Regions from separate parts of the Arachis hypogaea genome. Here region 1 is linked to region 2. A link is a contact called in public Hi-C data. All regions are on one chromosome and are shown on one strand. The core of a region is the stretch at or near the end of the contact, and the rest is flanking DNA. Distances in the headings are between cores, read along the strand shown. Region 1 holds the start of LOC112750651 (protein FLOWERING LOCUS D). Region 2 holds the start of LOC112748872 (transcription factor BPE).

Region 1 (3,152 bases), core at 504-3,003, 310 kb before region 2:
ATGCCATATCACCCTCAAAGACCTGATTTCCTGCAATAACCTGCACTCCATCACCACTGTATCTAACAGTATGTACAGTTTTCTCATATAGAATAGACACGTTCTCAGCCAAAGCTTGAACTAACTTCCCATTTCCTCCAGGCAAAAAGCAATGATCCCCTCCCATATCATATGGATCATCTTGATCCCAAAACGCTAGCGAAAGATGGGACAACAAACCGGCATTCGCATACTCCAAATTGGCTAGATGCCAATTAAACAAGTTCATCTCCTCATCATTCACCGCATCCTTGTACACTTGCCTAAACGTTTCCAATGCTGCACCAAGGGACACATCCATAGATACCTCCCCCATCAACTGTCTAAGCCTGCTTGCCTTGTCAAGCAAACGGTTGAACGCATTTTCCACCTTTACATCCATATCAGGGTCAACTGGCTTTCCATCGAGACTATAAAGTGGACACTTATCCCTTACCTTATGAAGCACATCACCTAACTGCCTTGCCACAATGCCAAGAGGATTCCCTAAGGTACCAGTTAAAACACTCCCGCCCAAATCCGCAGCTGCACACACCCTATTCCCTCCCTCCATCTTCTTCGTATAAACTCGTCCGCCGGCGCGCTTCCTCCCTTCCAAGACCGTTACTTTAAAGCCAAACCGCATCAGCTGCCTAGCAGCCGCCAATCCGGCCAGGCCAGCGCCGATGATGATCACGCTCGGTTTACTCATTTCCAACGGAATTTTTTCCTTAATTAAGGGTGCAACTCCAAAATTGATGTATCCATGCGAGACGAGGTAGTTATAAGCGGAGTCAAGAAGAGCGTGATAATGCTGAGGTATGTAGTCAACGAACATCTCCTTCGTGACCCACTGGGACACATTCTCGCGCCATTTGGCAATTATATGGTTCCTAATGAGAGTGTAGTTCACTTGCTCTATCCCTCCGATGACCGGGAGAACCCCCGCTTCGATCTCCTCCTCGGTTAGCGAATCGGCTGGAAACCCGGCGCTGAGGGCAATCAAGGCTTCAGTCTTCGGCTCCTTGTTGATCACAATAATCTCATCGGAATTGTCAGGCACCGAGTACTGCATCGACATTGACAGCGGCGGGGGCGGCGGGTTTCCGATGACGACTTTCGACAAAGGAGCCGAAACGGGGACTGCCGCAGCGGAAGACGAGAAACCGTTGTTGTTGTTAGAATTGGAAGCGTCATTGGGGTTGAGAGGGATGCGAAACAACGCCGGGTTGCGTTGGGACCTGCCGCGCCTCCTCTTCTTCGGGACGGTGAAGGAAAGATAGTTGTGCAAGTTAGGGTTAGGGTTTTCAGCCCAGTTTGGGAAAGAATCGGAGTTGGGATCCAAAAAAACGATAGGGTTAGGGTTTTGTTGAGGAGGCAACTGGGTCTGGGATGGGGGGAAGGAAGAAAATTCGGATGGGGAATCCATCTCGTAGTGCTATAATTTTAATTTAAGGTTTTTATTTTTTCTTATTTTTTTCTTCCTCTTCCAAAGATGGACGAATTTCACAGATAATGGAAATAAAAGTGTTGTTTCATGTTTGTGACCGAAATTCCAGTATCCACGTAGCTCAATAGCTCATCCGTATGCCGTCACCATTGTTCAATGTCTGACGGACCAACGGCGGTTCAAACACTGGAAACGCCACTGGGCACGGAGATGGATTTTTAACTCGTAAATAATCGCTATCTATTTTTATCTATCTATTTATTATATTGCAAAACAGTAACACCCTTCACATATTTCAACACCTGTCTATTTTTCAACTGTTTTTGGCATTTCTCCAATTGACACGTGTCTTTATTTCTATTAAAATTACAATCATATTCTATATATACATTGGTAATTACACCCTACTCCTTTTTCATTGTTGCAAGGTTCTTTTGTTCTTGTTCGGTTGGTCGGATGCCAAACGGACCGGGTGGATTAAATGGGTGATTGACGAAGGGAATTCGGCTTTGTTGATAGTGAGCGGACGGATCTTTTGGACTGTGGACTAGGAGGGAGGAGAGTCAGACATCACAACCTCGCGAGCAGTTGTGTTTAGAAGGGGGGAGCCACTTGCAAAAAGGATTTCGACGCTCAAGTCAGAGACCGTATAAGTGGCAGTGAGAGTTAAGGGATAGTGACGTACTGTGGGGGAGGGGTAGGGCCCTCCCATATATACCCTGTCAGTGAGGTGGGTCCCACGAGGACAGTCCCACCTTCTTGGAAGCTTCCTTCCCCAGCTGTCTTGTGATGGGTTACAGGTGGACAGGTGTCCGAGTCAGTTCCCCGGTTCGGGTCCGATGTCACAGTTGGGTCGGACGCACGGATCGGGGCGTTATGCTAGCCGGGCCGGGCCGTAACAGTGCCCCCAACGCGCCAGCTAGGGCCGGGAGTACCGTTGTTGGCGCGTTCTGAGCCTTTTGTTTCGTCGTGGGGTCGGTCGCTCGTAATTGGGACGTGTCTCTTATGCGCGAGATAGCTTCGTCGATTTGGGGAATCGCCGCTTGTTGCCTCGTTATCCGCGACTGCCATTAAGTGCATTTATGGGTGATTTGAAAGCATGGGAAAAAGTCCATTTTGTCCCTGTCTTTCGCGATTCTCCATTGTAGTTACACTTCGCTTTGTTTTTCCTTTCCTTGCCTTATTACTTCAGTTTGTCACTCCCAAATATCTGTTACGCATTCCTCCTTTCCTTTCCACATTTTCTGAAGTTCTTCGTTCTCAATCGCCCCTGATTCGTCCAAATCTCTGCAGTACTCCCCAGCTTCTTTCGATTATCATCATCCTGGTAAGTCTTTCTTTGCCTTTGATGCTTTTTGATATTGTTGCACTTGTATACTGCATGTTTTCCCCGTTCGCGTTTATTTGGATTAGATGTTGGTCTTGCATGCTTGGTAGCGATAGGCAGAAGTTAGGGGGGTTGCCATTTAGGTTTGCGATTTCTGATCTTTAGGTGGCTGTAGATTTATCCTTTCTTTAACTGCAAATAAGCTTACTGTAGCGTTTAGTGCGAGTAGCATTAGTTTAATCTTCTTAGGTTTCCCGACTTCCCGGCCTGGCAGTCTAACTTTGTGGTGCCCCCACCGTAGGTATGGCGCAACTTCCCCTCCCGAGACCCCCTGTCGACAGATATGTGTGGGTTACT
Region 2 (3,169 bases), core at 291-2,790:
GTGGTAGCCAGGGACTGGCGAGGAAAAATTGTCTCAGGGTTAACAACAACTTTCAAGTCAACATCATGTTTAGAAGCAGAAGCTCAAGCATACAGAGAAGCACTCATTCTTATTAAAAATCTTCAGCTAGGAAAATGCATAATAGAAACAGATTGCTTACCTCTGGTTCAAGTAATTAAGGCAAAAACTTCTTTGGCAGAGACAGACGCAATCATCAGAGACATTCTCTATCTGCTGAAAGAGGCTCCAGATGTAGAAGTTACCTAGACTCCAAGAGACGGAAACAACTTAGCTCACCAACTGGCAGCAACGGCAGCGGGGAATGGATTACAGAGGCAGTGGATCATCAATCCACCTGCTCAAATTAAGAATACAATAAGAACAGAAGCAGGGTTCGCAACACTTCAGCAGGAGCAAAATATACAGAATCATACCAATTTAGTTCCATTTTCAACAAGCCATCAAAGACAACACAGAGAAGATATTTTACCTGGGAGGGTGGGTGTTGAACCAGGGAAGAGTGAAGAAGCTGGAGTGGATGATCAGACTCGAGCATTTCAAATGCTTGGGTCGAAAACTGGGAGCTACAATGAACCAACAGAGACAAGGGGATGGGCCATTGGTAGAAGTCGCTGGCAGCACCAATGCAACTTGGGAGGTGCCATGGGAGGGGACGACAGGAGTTACCACAGGGCAGGAGTAGGACTTTCCTTAGAGAAATGGGTAAAGCACCCCAGGGAGAACAGAACCACTTGCGCTTTGGAGCGAGGAAGCAACAAGCCACGCGAAGCACAAATGGCCACCATTGAAGACGAGGAGCAACCTTCTTAAAGAAGAGGAGGCGCAACTTCGATGACCTTGAGAAATCAGCACCTGCAGAATCCGATTGAAGCCACTGATGAAGGTCTGGGAGCTTGTTTCATCCACATGCAGCAATAGGCTCAAGCTTTGAAAGATCTCTGGTCGAAGGTGAAGGAGAAGAAGACAGGATTGGGGTCGGTTTGGGGGTGGGTCTCTGTGTGGGTAGTTTTTCGGGTCGGGTTAAGTTCTGATTGTGTGAGCCGAGTCGTTTCTTTTGGCTTTAGGCCATGTCCAAAAAAAAAAAACTCCAGTTTCCTCTCTACTCAGAACTCGCTCGCTCGCTCACTCACTCATTCACTCACTCTCCTAATCACAAATCATAATTAAATAACCCAAAGCTCCCACACACACTCACTCGGATCCCCGTTTATTCCTCTAAACTACAACAATCCCATTAACAAAAGAAAAGAAAAGAGAAAACAACGTACCACACTCCTAAATTTGACTTGTTATGGATCCTCAACTCATTAACGACGCTACATTCTCTGCTGCCATCCTTCAGCTTACACTCTTTCCGAGATTTGGCCCTTCCCCACCACGGGGCTCGGTCTAAGAATCTCCAATTTTGGTGGACAAGACGGTAATTTTTCACCCATTCAAGACTCCTCTCATAACCATAACCACTCCCCCTTCTTCGAGACGCTTCCGCCACGAGTCCACCGTCACCGACTTGAGGCCCGCCGTAATTGCCACTCGCAAACACCGTAAGAGGAAGAACTCACTCGTCCACGCCGCAGCTGCAGTTGCCTCCGAGGACGACTCCTCCAGGATGGTTTCCACCAGTTCTGCCAACGACTTGGTTTGAACTTTGCTTAACTTCGCGTTAAATTAATTAATTAATATCTTGTGTTTGTTTAATTAAATAGTTATTTTTTATTAGTGACTGCTGAATAATTAGTAAGTATTTTAACTTTATTTTAGTATTTGATTTGTTGATTATATATATGTCATTTCATGATTTCAAGTTTTATGAGCTCGAATTAACGAACCAAGAAACTTCCAGAAACTTCCATGTTCTTTACGATGAGTAAAGATTACAATTTAATCTAGGGTGAATACCCATTTTGACCCTGATAATCTTTTTGAAGGACTACGAGGCCCTGACAAAAAAAATATTCATTTCAGTCATTGATATTTAATTTCATGGGATCTGTTAACCCGCTTGATCAATGATCTTTTTCCAAAACATATTTATGTGATACATTAATCACTAATATATCTTCTATTTAATTTTTATAAGTAAAAACAATTTAAAAATTACTATTTCTTAGTTTTACACGGTAAATTTAGTCAATGTAATTGAAAAGTAACAAAATAAAAGCTAAATAACCTTGACAATTATCCCTAAAAGACAAGAAGACTCCCAACAAAAAATAATTTGTCAATCCTAATTAGCTATTAATAAATAAGTTAACATTTTAACATGTCATGTAGGCTTATTTCGTTAATACAGAGAGAAAATATTGATAGTAGAACTAATCCGTCTCACAAAAGTAAAGATCAAGGACCGAAAAGTAAAAGTTAAGGGCCCATTGTCTTTCGAAATAATTGTTAGATACCGTTTAGGGTTTTTTCTCTTTAATATATTTTGGTTTTGTTATAACGTGTGTCATTATTGATAATATACGAAAGTGATGGCGTGCATCTTCATCTGAATTAAATGGCTCAGTTGTTGGATCTGGAAGTAAGGATTTTGCGATTTTGGAATATTTGGCAATTTCGTCAATCCTGAGCGGCTGAGCCACTTTCCAAATTTTAGCTCGATTCTCACTCTAAATATTATTTCTTCTATTGTTTCTATTTTTATAAGGAAAAATAAATAAATAAGAAAATAATGGAAAATGTAGTTGAATAAGCTTGCCCATCGTTTTCATGCCACTCATAATTGGACGAATGATGACTTAGTTTTTTGCTTTGTTGTTTTTCTTTTTCTCTGGATTTATTTGTTTTTTTGTATTTTTCTTAATTAAATACCTTCTAATTGGATGGAAATTTCGGAGTTGAAATTTAAGGATGGAAAGGGTCCTTAATGGGAGATCCCTACCCACTTCATGGAACTTTGGTTAGGACGGGTTCCTTATCATTGGAACTATATGCCAGTAGTTCTAAAAGAATTGAATTGGAATTTGTAGTGTATCCATGTAATAATCCTAATTCAGAATTGCTTGACCAAAGTACTCTTTGAAACATTATGAATAATGTTATATGTAATTCATACTTAAACAAGCCAACCTCACATAGTAGGATAAGGCTTTGTTGTTGTATTCATACTTAAAACACATCACCTTATATCTACTCAATTTTCTCC

The links. A called contact is a pair of places that touch in the nucleus more often than the background predicts.
Region 1: a Hi-C map of leaf shows a contact between it and region 2, with 2.5 times the contacts expected there. The contact joins the promoter of LOC112750651 here to the promoter of LOC112748872 in region 2. A contact is called at or near these places in 2 of 8 Hi-C or Micro-C datasets (leaf and an unstated tissue).

What each region holds. Positions count from the first base shown.
Region 1 is chr15:129,102,320-129,105,471 of arahy.Tifrunner.gnm2.J5K5, reverse strand. LOC112750651 (protein FLOWERING LOCUS D) reads right to left here and starts at 1,753. Exons shown (of 7, transcript XR_003175951.3): 1 at 1-1,753.
Region 2 is chr15:128,787,608-128,790,776 of arahy.Tifrunner.gnm2.J5K5, reverse strand. It overlaps LOC112748872 (transcription factor BPE), which reads left to right and starts at 1,540. Exons shown (of 5, transcript XM_029293354.2): 1 at 1,540-1,660. The coding sequence starts at 1,631. It overlaps LOC112750649 (a long non-coding RNA gene), which reads right to left and starts at 1,230. Exons shown (of 4, transcript XR_003175948.3): 1 at 491-1,230; 2 at 161-355; 3 at 1-14.